Linked DNA regions of Oryzias latipes: region 2 is linked to region 1. The links are chromatin contacts, called in public Hi-C maps. All regions are on one chromosome and are shown on one strand. Each heading gives the region's core, a stretch centred on a gene start, on an enhancer-like site or on the middle of the called end of the contact. The rest is flanking DNA. Distances are from core to core; before and after follow the strand shown.

What was found. A called contact is a pair of places that touch in the nucleus more often than the background predicts.
Region 2: a contact with region 1 is called in a Hi-C map of embryo, with 2.4 times the contacts expected there. The contact joins the enhancer-like site here to the promoter of LOC101158803 in region 1. A contact is called at or near these places in 4 of 5 Hi-C or Micro-C datasets (embryo, fibroblasts and gastrula embryo).

Annotation. Positions count from the first base shown.
Region 1 is chr18:21,020,377-21,026,671 of ASM223467v1, forward strand. LOC101158803 (tumor necrosis factor ligand superfamily member 10) reads left to right here and starts at 1,295. Exons shown (of 7, transcript XM_011487639.3): 1 at 1,295-2,356. The coding sequence starts at 2,129.
Region 2 is chr18:21,092,263-21,098,345 of ASM223467v1, forward strand. clcn5 (H(+)/Cl(-) exchange transporter 5) reads right to left here. Exons shown (of 17, transcript XM_004079943.4): 16 at 5,508-5,724; 17 at 3,232-4,089. The coding sequence ends at 3,999. Among protein-coding and RNA genes, the nearest start is that of clcn5, 22 kb to the right of the region's middle. Within about 2 kb of position 1,674, at least 1 of the 8 cell types and tissues checked has an H3K27ac peak or open chromatin away from gene starts, as enhancers often do.

The DNA of each region.
Region 1 (6,295 bases), core at 45-2,544:
TATGAAAGAAAGAAAATAAATTTGTTTCCTCATATTTCACTCTTTATAGTGTGTTTGCGGGAGAATGTGTGTTGTATAACGACAAACACAGTGACTGATGCTAAGCTGCTCTGCTTTTTTGTGGTTTAGGATTGACTGAAACATTTAGCAGACGTTTAACTACAACGCAGTTATCGCATTCAAGCTTGACTTTGCCTTTAATTTATGTGAATTTCTATTTTTATTTTTTTGGCTGGTGAGGTCAGTGTGGTGGTTTTGTCACATGGAGGGTTTAAAGTATTAACCCTTGTGCTATCCTAGGCACTTTAACTTTGGGAGTTGGGTCATCTAGACCCACTAGACAGTGCGCTGAACCTTTTTTCTTCAATGATTTGTGAACCTCACTGGTCTCCATGGATTACATGAAATCTTTCCACCTTTATCCACCTTTGTCATGGTAGGGAGAACACGTCAATGTAAGGGTGGGGTCATCTAAGATAGCACAAGGGTTAAAGAAAAAATAGGATCAAACTGTTAAGCTACGTACACACCGCCCTCTGCAATGCATGTTCAGGGAACCACTTCCATCAAAAGGTCTATGTAAATGTGCATAAAAGCGGATTTCTTACTTCTGTGTTCGAAACTCTTATGTTTTAGCTATGAATGTGTTTACGAATGAGTGGATGTTGAACAGGTATTGAGAGGTAAACCAGGTCAAACTTTGACAATCAGGGGCTCGTGTTGGGTAGTGACGTTTGGATGGCGTCCCTTTTAATTCACAGAAGGGCCAACTGTTGGAAAATTGGTCATGGAGAAGAAATTAATAACAGGGGTTTGTGCCCAGCCGGAATTATACAACACCAAGTGTTTCATATATCGGACTAGAGCTGAGAAAGAAAAAACCTGCATGGAGCAAGATTCATGAGATTTGCACCGCTTTGACATTTTGCACCAAGCCTCTTCCAACTGTCTGTGGCCAACATGCGCTGGTAAACACTAGAAAAAGAAAAAGAAGACAAAGAGGAAAAAACCCTAATTTCTGTCGTTGAATATATTTTACTCAGAAATCCGTTTTAGTACATTCATTAAAGATCTAGCTGGATTATAGGTTTGGTTCTAGTGTTTCTTTTTTCTGGCTATGCATTCACTTTATACAATGAGAGATTTTTAAGAGTTGTATAATTTTTATCTTGTTTTGTTTGTATTAATATTGTTATCATCATTTACCTTGATGCTTGATCTCCAGAGTGGTTGTAAACATTAAATGTCCTTATTACAGGATCAATCTGTTTAATGCAAACATGGACTTTATTTTACAATATTTTACATTTAGTTTATGTTTTACATTGCTCATCTCAGCAAAACGTGCAGATATCCGGCATACAAATAAAAGCCCGAGGAGCATGAAAAAGAGCGCCCTCTGCAGGCCATGCGACCACTCCAAAATCAATCAAAACTTTTGATCGTATGCATGTAAGCACGCGCGCACACACAAAAACAGGACAATAGAAACCCGTTTTTAGGCGTTTTGTTGTTGTTTCTTTGTCTTATACGTGTTTTCTCCTGCAAACCTCGTAGAAAACGTGTCAATGAAACTCAGTCACTGAGAAGTTTGGAAACTTTGGCCCCAACCGACTCCCTTAGGGGCGGAAATCCCCAGTTCTGTAGATGGATGTGAGTTTTGCAGACTTTAAAGAGTATTGTTGATTGTGTTGTTCTCTTTTTTGCGGTGGTAGAGCGTGATGTCCGCGTCCGAGCCTCACGTCGTGACTAGAAACAAAAAAGCAGCGCGTGGGCGCGAATGCGGGTGCGCATTCCTCCACAGCTCCAGGGTGATGAAGAGGTTAACCCTGCCCCTCTTTGCTGCGCTCTCGTCCCACTAGTGCTGCTACCTCCTCCAACCACCTCTCTTTTTATAAATTCCTCCTCTCCCGGCAGCTGAGCGTTCAACAGACACGGACATGTCCGATCTGGAACTCTGAGAGGGCTTTCCCTCACCTCATCCGCGGAGCTCGGACTGGAAAAGCCAAAGGTCCTGCCGGCTGGCGACCGCATGGGAATCGAACTTTGTTCCAGTCCGTGGTTGTACTCCGTAGACGGCTATTGCTGCTTTTCTGATTGTGTGCTATCCTAATGCGTCGGGAATGCCATGGCCACTCCGAGCGCACAGCAGCAGCAGCAGCAGCAGGATTACTTCAGATCGGTGAGCAGCGACTCCACCACCTACATGATGGTCCCCACCGGCGGGCCGAGTGGGGCGGCGCGCCGGGAGACGCCGTCCAAGATGTGGTTGGCGATGGTGGTGATTGTCGTGGTGGTGTTGCAGATCGCCTCCACCACCGGACTCTTTGTCTACCTAAACATGTCCATATCACAGGTAAGACGCGCCTTCATCTCTGAACCCAATGGATTTTTGCCCCAGAGAACAGTTTGGGGGATAAAAACGTGCCACTGACTCAGTCAGAGCAGATCTGATGTCTTACCTTGGATCCACAAGGAAAAGTTCATAAATTCCTCAAAGTGAGACTGCGAGCTGCAGACACATGTTGCATAAATATATTTAAAGTTGTGGGTCTTCGGGGAGCTGTAGGATTAAACCAAATTTCATTCAGGGTTGTAAACAAATCACTGGAGGTGGATTTGACCCAGGTCAGTCCTGAACTTGTCTGCAGGGGTTGAAGGTTTCCCCCTTTTTCCTGTAGGAACTTGTCTAAATCCGGAATGTAGAAGCAGAGCAGTGGCAGCGTCTGCGCGGCGGTCACGGTTACACACGAGTTCAGCGGCGTGCGTAAAAGGCCCAGATTGGAGCCATTTGTGGAGCGGCTAGTTGAAGTGGCTTGCAGATGTTGTGTGCAAAAGGTGAAACGTGCAATTGAATGGCTCGCCCCTGGAGGGGGGTGGGGGTCAATTTAATTCTTGTGTTGTGAAATAATGTGGAGGCAGTCTCTGTCCACTGACAATGAAAGCACAAATGACAAGAGTTTGAAGACGAGCAGGTAAAAAGTTTCACTTTGGGTTTCGTTTGTCATCAGTTTCTAAAAAAAACAAGGAGCTTGCATTTCTAAATACCTGTTTTGAGGCCTGAGCAACATTGAGCAGGAGATAAACATTTAGTCCCGCTCCAGTCATCTTTTGATCTAATTTCATAGCGGTCTTTTAAGTATGATTATGCCATTTTAGCCAAAATAAAATAATCAAACAAACTGTTGTTATCTAGGACATAGTTTCTGCAGAGCGGCAGTAGTTCATTAGAAAGTCACCTCTGACATGTGGGCAGGACTGCTGAGTGGAGTAAGTCTGCTTTCATTTTCTGTCATCCATCTGTTTACGTGCTCTCCCACTAGTTTACAGCCCCTCACAACCACAGCCAAACATTAGCGGTGCAATGAAAATGGCGAGCGATACCGCAGCTGTCCAGGCGTAAAGTGTTGACCCAGCAGCTCAGACGAGAAAAAACAAAGACGAGGCATCAGAATGGAGTGGAGCGTTGAGATTGTGACCTGCCGATTGTAGTGTTTACACAACAACTACAAGCTGTTTCAAAATTTATCGTCTGCTCTTATTCAACACAATTTTAATAAAGAAATTATTGTATTATTATTTTATTTTATATTTATTTATGTACTCCATTTTTAGAAAAATGTCACAAGAACATGTTAAAAAACAAACAAACAGGATTTTCATTTGAGTAGGTCTTTAAACCCCCATTTAAATGGAAGCATGTCAGGCGCAGTAGCTCATAAAGCCCATCCCCTTTGAAGCTTTTTAGCAAATAAAAAAATATATAGTTTGAGATACAGATGCGTGCACCCATGAGAGTCTGCATCTTGTTGTGGATGATGCTTCTCAAAAGGTGTTTGCAAGTCTGCACAAGGAAAAACGATTGATGCACAACCTTCAGGATGCTAAATCCTCTGCAAGGGTACACCTCAAGCTATTTGACCATCTGATTGTTAGTGTATGGTCTTTTCTAAGCATGACTCAGTATTTCTGTTTCTAGGAAAACATTCTGACAAGGGGCTTCAGGGAGCAATCTCTAAAAAAAATTGGAAAGCAACTAATCTTAATTATCATTGGATTGGACACAAAGTTAATCAAAGATGTTTCTTTTTATAGCAGACAGTGCTGCTCTCTAGAAAACTGGTTTATCATGTCCTACATCTCTCATGGAGTCATACTCCTCTTCCCCGTAACCCGTGCAGCTGCATAAAGTGATGTGACCGAAAAGAGCCACATGGTGACGACGGGGGGGCAACCCTGACATCTGACATCTGGGTGGGTGTGTCAGGGACACATGTGGCTTCATAACTCTAAAACATCAAAGTTCGTAGTCTTCCCGTTAAGAGTTAAAAGTGTCATGCACACTTGATCATTGTTCACCTGCTGTGATCTAAACACACCAGACAGCTCCACAGATTTCTTTTATTTTCGATCTTTTTGTAAGTACAATAGAAAGTACTTTACCGGTACTTTCTTTTAGTTGTCCATGTATCAGACTCTTTTAAAGGAATGCTCTGTCTTTTTATTCTCATACGAAGTGTCAGGAAATCGATTAAGAGATCGCAGAGAGGACTCTGGACAGGGACTTCACAAAAAGCATGGGACTCTGCATGCACACTTGTGGGGAATCCCCCTCTTCTCATGTGAAGGCCTATTTTTAATCTGCCGATAGGCCCTTGGTTTAGTTGTGCTGGAGCTATGCACCATGCCAGCTGGGAAAGGCAAACAGTATGTGGAACAATGAGCATTGTACACAGACGAAGTGTCTGGTGTGGTCTCTGAGCGGTGGGATCCAGCAGAAACAAAAAGGGACGGGAGCTTTGAACGTGTACCCTCCCTTTCTGGATAGATCACATTTTAGACACAGGATAGACGGTATGCGAGTGACATCATAGGCTGTATGAATCATATTGGCTGGGAACATCACAGAGAATTGAATGGGACTCTCAAAGGAACTGTGGTAAAGACCCACTCTGATCATCTTTTGATCTATTTTCAAAGCATTCCCAGTGGCCTTATATTTATGATTATACAGTTTTTAGCCAAAATCAAAAATCCTGTGTCGTGTCTAGGACATTATTTCTGCAGAGCAGCAGGAATTGATCCTAAAATTTCGCTCTGAGTTGTAGGCAGGACCACTAGTGTGGAGTAAGCCCACTGCCACTTCCCATCACCTATTTGTGTATATGCTTCCCACTAGCTTACAGCCCCTTCTTACTCCGCTGCTGCAACAAAAATGGTGAGCAATATCAGAGGTAGCCATACAGTTTTGAGCCAGATGCCAGCTCAGACAAGAAAACAAAGAGATGCATGGATGTGGTCATCTACAAATGGAAGCATCGGAATAGAGCGGGAATTTGCCGCCTGCCCGTTGTACTGTATTTTACAAATGCAATCTTTTTCCAGCAGGGGGTCTTTAAGCTGTCTTTAAGGAGTCTTAGGTAACACTTTGCCCTTTCAACAACAAAAGTTAACATTTCACCTTTTCTGGCTGCAAAAGGATGATCCCCTGATGCTAAACTTTGCATCATCGGTCTTCTCCCACACAACGAAGCCGTGAACCCCAGAACAGCTTTCTTCAGCAAATAAAGAGCCAGGAAGAAATAATAAACTGTAATCCAAACGTTCTGGTGCAGCCACAGCTCAGGCTCTTGTAAGCCTCCAGATCCTGGGCTGTGTAGTGTGACTGTGTAAACACTAGGTACTAATACAGCACACCGGCAAGGATTTGGATCTTAGCAGCTCAGTAAACGTAAATTTCAACAGTCAATATGGGTCACCGAGTCAAAATGAATCAATCTTTTCATTGTAACAACTCCCTCCTTCATTTTTCCAAAGAGCTACTGTCTGAAATATGATTACATCACCTTCATATGAAGATATTTTGAGTGATTTACTGGTGAGGGGAGCTCAGCTATACGCTAAAGCCTCCCAGCCAATGTGGTCAGGTAAACAAAGTCAAGTGATTTGAATTACATCCATGCATACCCGTTTTAGGAATTAGTTGGTACTTTAAACAAAACTAACATTTGACTGAAGTAATCCAATAACCTCAGCTACAAGCCATTATTGTCAAGTGGAACCACAGTCTGGGAATATGCCAGTAATATTGCTAAATTAACCAAATAAAACAAATTTTATTTCTTAGTAATGATCAAACAAGATAAAATAAATAGATTATTGCAAAAAAATTATTTTTTGCTTTCATTTTTCTGAATAAGTCTTTTTCTGCTTTCCATAACATTTCATGGGTTGAAAGAAAACTGAAATAATAATTCAACATCTGTATACTTGTGCTACACATCTGTAGGTACTG
Region 2 (6,083 bases), core at 424-2,923, 72 kb after region 1:
TTTGACAATCTTTATTGCTGAAGTCTGTGGCCTTGTCAGAACAAATACATCGAACTTCTCCATAAGGTGAGATGCAGCCAAGAATCTCATGGTAGAAATGTTACTTTTTGATTTCAGAAAAAAAGCATAAATACTGTAAAGTGCATATTTGCATCTTTCCATGTTTGCTGTCGGCATTGATGCTCTGAAATCTTAGTGCATGAGTTCTAAAGGGTCCTTGGTCTTTGGATCCATTGTTTCTCATCTCTGTGAGTTTTTCTCTTGTAAGCTTCAGAGAGAATCTAGCCTTCCTGAACTCTCTTTACCTTTTCAACAGCACTTTATTACTTTTGCTGACTTTTGCTGACATACAAATATACACTGCTCTAGAGTAGAACTGAGAGTTGTAAAAATAATGTACAGTGCTCTACACTGTCCTTGCTTCAGGATCCTTCTTGGATTTGATAAATAGTCTCTTTGCAATTATACTGTTGTGTAATCAAACAGGATTCACTGGCAACTAAACTGTACAAAGACCTCTAGGAAGAAAACCTAACGGATTTGTCTAGCTCTAAAAAAATAGAAATTGCAATTCAAGAAGAAAAACACACATGGATATTTTAATCAAGAAATATTGTTTAAACAGAAAAGACCAAAGCACTCAGATCTACATTTGTGGAAAACAAACTATCGTGTCAGCATGAAATATCTTAAACTGTTGAAGAATCTCTGAAAAGTGAGACATTAATGAGTAAGAGTAGAACACACTTCCCCCTCATTTTTAATGGACTCATCTTTTTAGTTTATTTAACAGTTCAAACCCAGAAGTATGGCTGTTAATCAGTAAAAGAAGAAATGCCAACCTTGGTCATTCGACAAAATATGGACCCTTCTTATTTTTCTTCTCAGCATTACTTTATCATAAAAAATACAAAAAAAATAAAACAAAAGATTAATCAATTATTAAAAATGGTAACATTGATTGACTTTTAATGATTTTACTTCACTTGCTCCAAATAAATTGATAAATTGATTCATGATTTTTTCCTAATGTAACATAATTTTGCACATATTTTTAACTTTTGATACTTGATCAAATTTTGCAACTTTGCTATAAAAATTCCTGAAACAGTGTTATGTCTATTTTACTGATATAGTATTATTTTTTTATCATAACAATTACTTTTTTTAAGTAACATAATCTGCATATATTTTGGATACTTCATTGCCATGTTGATTTCTAAAAGTTATTTTTTACAAAATAATTGAAGTAATTCATCTTTGTCATGTGCTTTATTGATATTTCAACATTCTTAATTCTGCCTGATAAAAGCTAGGAACCGGATATTGATAAATCATGTAATAAAATGGTTACGGTAGAACTGGGGTGGGATTATATAAGTTCGCTTCCTTCCACTCCCTTTCAAGCAATATTTATTAATATGACAGAAAGTGCACAACTGTGGGTGAGATGGATCTAATACTTAGAAAACATTAAGAACTGGTTTACCTGTCAAAAATGTTCCTCCAGTTTCGAAATGCATTTAACATTTACAGAGAGCAATACAACTTGATACGGGGGAGGACGTGACTCAAAGAAGCCAAACTCTGAGACAACAAGCAGAAGAGAAAGCAGGTTGTGACACAAATGCTGTTTGTGTGTGTGTGTGTGTGTGTGGGTGTGTGTTTGAGATGTGAGAACATGGAACCTCAGAGTGGCTCGGTAACCTGAGCCTCATGTGAAGGCGCAGAAAGCAGACAGGAACGGCCATCAAGAATGTGCTCAATCATTACAATCCGGCTGCAATGAACATCACATTCTCTAAAACCTCCAAACTGAAACACGAGTCACAGTCACACAGAAAATGTAACAGGCACAGGCGTATCAAATGCCCCACAAGCAAACACTATGCAAAAAACGCAATTCCTCCTCCTCCTCCTCCTCTACCTCATCTGCACAGCTTTTGGGGGCCAAACATGAGCTCCAGCTGGAAACAGCAGGAACATCTGCAGACTGAAGTAAACTGTTGCCCTACTGTTATTATATATTTGGTTTTACCAGTTATTATAGCTGTTCAGTGATTCTGATAAAGAATTTAAAAGTATATGGTTTTCTTCAAAATTATTAGGGGAAAGATATGTTGGTTTATGTTTACGTTTTAACCACAATCAGTATGTCATATGTGATAAAACACTTTGAGTAAAGTCCTGTTTACAATGACTTGAAAAACACAATTATTCTAGTTGTTTTAGGCAAAGCCTTTGTGGCAGCAGATGTGAATAAAGGAAAACGGATACAAAGATGAAGCAAAAGTTGGATCCAGACTGAGAATGAGTTATGACTAAACTGTGAGAGGGGTTCTAATGGATTTTATGCAGCCAGATCTGATCGTGCTGATGTTTGAAACATCAGATCAGCATCAATTTGTTATTTTAAAGGCTACAAGTTGGTGTGGGGGTTAGCCCATTGACTGTAAGAGAGCTGGACAGAGAAACCCCTCCCCCCTGGCGTTCCAAACAGGAAGTACCCGTCGGCTCCAAGAAGCCAAAATCCCATAGACATCTATGGAGAAATAAAGCGTTATTATTCAGACATTCCATTTGTCATAATAACCATTCTTTCTATGCTAATCATTTTTTAAGAAATGTTTTTGCTAATCCTAATTTTATTCCATATTTTTTCTGTCGTGGAAGTTATTCATATTATAAACTGATCATCTCATGCCTCAATAAAAGTATGTGGTCTTGAACACTCAAAACGTTTGACAGATTCTCCCGAGCCTGATTTCAATGGAAAGGGTGTGGTCTTCTAACCTACTCACTACTGATTGGCGATGACTTAAACTAATTTGGACCAATTACTGCTAACTATGTCATCTGGCTCCAACATTGTCCATTTTGTGAAAAAAATGCAGGCAGGACAGGAGCCTGAAGAAAGCCATTTTCTAAGGGTGACGTCACACTCATTTGCTCCTGTTTTTTTTATTTACAATGGCTACTCCCTGTTGCCTCTTGTGAGGAGGTTCCAATCCCTGTAGGCTCCTTTCATGGTCTTCTGGTGCACATATGGGTTTTCTGCTGCATATTGCCCTGCCTTCTCAGTACAGGTTATCGTACATTTCAAAATACATTTTTTTTAAATTAAATTACAGTAATAATTACAATACTAACTAGTTCATATAAAAACAAAACTTTTTGCTTTCATCCCAAATAAACAAGTTAAGAAACAAAAAGACATAAGAGGCGGACAACTCAGGTGGAATAATTTACTAAGACAAATCATTTCACATTTACATAAATAATTGTTGCGATTCTTACTTCCAGCAGCTCGGAAACGCCACAAACTTCTGGAACCTGATCACTACCGCCGGTCTGAGAGGCCCAAAAACATGGAAGAGTTCCCAGGCTTTTTTTTTTTTAACAAATCTCAAGCGTCTCTAAGAAAAGGCAGGAATGGGGAGTTCCCAGACTGCACTGCTCCCGGCACACTCGTGCATACCACTTTACCCAGGATCCTTTGCGTCAGAGCCACTTGGCCTGCTTCGGGGGCTCTGTCTGAGCTGGAGGGGGATGCCCCCCACTATCTAAATCTCCCAGTATTTTCTCTTCCTTCCCTTTGAAGTTCTTGCAATGCATCATGGGACATCAACTTCTCTTCCTTCATGTTAGTATCAAGTGTTCAGGAGAAGCAAAATGAAGGTTAAAATCACAGGAAAAAGAGGACAGCTGATGGCAACATCTATTCAAATAGCTTTTGAAAAAAGAAAAAAGAGGAAACAAGAATGCCAAAAATAAAATGTGAAATAATCTTCATTTAAACTCTTTTCCTTTAATAATCTGAACAAGTCTCTGTTAATGCATTGTTTTGTTTTTGGAGTGGTACATTATGGAGCCAAAAATGTCTCCAAATTACTGACAAATTTCTTTGTCCATAGTTCAGTTGTGCAAATGAAGATCAAGTGTCTGTGCCTTCACAGGTTTGATGAGGTAAAGCTCGTTTCTTCTTCTGACGATGAAGCTCAGTTGAAGAGGATGGAGTCAGGGTCTCTGTTGGCAATCTGTGCCATGTGTTTGAGCACGTCCTTTTTCGTGATGATGCCCAGCAGTTTCCTAAAAAGCAAACGGGTAAAGAAACCAAAATATAAAGGAATATTCAGGCATTTCATACTTTGTTGATATACTGTGTTTTCTGCACTACAGGAAGCACCATCAACGAATGGTCTAGTTTTGAATTTATGTCAAATAGAAGAGTTATAGAGCAAACTTAAATAGTCAGAGATAAGTCCCTTTTAACGTTGGGAGTTGGGTCATCTAGACCCACTAGACAGTGGCTGAACCTTTTTTTCTTCAATGATTTGTGATCTTCACTGGTGTCCATGGATTACATGAAATCTTTCCACCTTTGTCACGGTAGGGAGAACACGTCAATGGTCATCTTGACCCCATAGGACGCCACAAGGGTTAAATGATTAACTGCAACTTGTTTGTGACCCGCTACATATTAGAAGCATGGGCATATTTACCATATATGCAACTCCCACTCTCGTTTATAACACACATTAAAAAAGACTGATGCAGCTCAACACCCGGCCAAACATTTGGACATAAGCGCTGTGTACTTTTAATATCAGTAAACAGTCACAATTACTCCAAATATAAGGCGGACTGCTGTTTTTTGAAGACATTGAAGGCTTAAGTGCACCTTATAGTGCACTTAAGAAAACTGAGGACAAACGGATGACGGTCCTCTGATAAAACTCAAACAAATCTGGTTTTCCCAACAGGAAGTACCTCAGCTTTGTGGTGAAGCACCTTTTTACATTTCCCAAAGATTCTTAAGAGAAATGTCCGTTCCTGCTAAAGACTCACTGGTAGCTTTAATAATATTGACAGAGATGGAAAAGTGTAAAAAGACTACGCATCAGAGAAATGATAAGCAGCAGAAAGGTATCTAGCACATTGCTACTTTCCTTTAAGATCCAAAGCGCTTTACACTCACAGTCCCATTCATCCATGCACACACACACACACACACACACAATCACACACACAACACTGCCAAACACTGACACCAACCAACAACCACCTAGAGCAATGTGGGGTTCAGTGTCTTGCCCAAGGACACTTCAACACATGGGCGGGCAGTAGCTGGATCAAACCTGCAATCTCCCGATCAGAGGTCAACCGCTCTACCTTTGCACCATGGCCAGAGATGTCCCGGAGTAACTACCTTTTCCAGTTTTTAACATTTCCTTTTGAAATTACTTTTGTTTTCTGAACATTTTTAGAATTATTTCATTTCATTCTTTTGGGAATTGTCTTTTGGTTTATGGAATTTTGTTTTGATTTCTAAAATGTAATGTTTATTATTTGTTTTGCCTTCTTAATGGTCTTTGTTATCTTTCAAAGGTTTTGCATTGAGTGAAGTGTTTGTGTGACATTTGCTGTTCAGATCAGAAAATGTTTTATGGATACCAGTAATTTGATGTAATATACTAAACAAAACAAACAATGTATTAGTCCCTCACCCATTATGTGTAACTAGACACTGGCGTAGCCCCAATTTCCTGAAGATATCCACAGTGATGTCAATAGGGGTGTGGTCTGTAACCGTGAAGGGGCTGAGGTCCATGATGCCTCTGAGGGGCAGTGGAGGCGGAGCCTCAGGAGACAGCGGTGGGAGGTGCTCGGTAAATACCACCTGGGAGGCACTGACGATTCCGTCCTGACGCTTCCGGGCGTTGTCTGGTTAACAGAGTAGATTGAGAAACATAAGAGACAGAGGCCAAACCATTCTAAATACCCGCAAAATTAAAAAAAATCAGTAGAATGAATAAACACACATATATGCAAATGACATTCTTTTACAAATGTTTGTTACATCAGTTCCAATGCAAAGGTGTGGGATTTTACGCCCCTTGTGTCCATGAAGTGGCAGGAACTCTTGAATTTAATAATTTGAATGAGATACAGGACACTTTTGGCAATACTGAAAGTTCACAGAGTTCACAAATAACATGGCTGAGGGGGTGTTCTCATTTGAACAGAAGCTATCCGGGTCAGGGAGATACTGAGGAAAATATATTTTGGTGTAAAATCAAGCA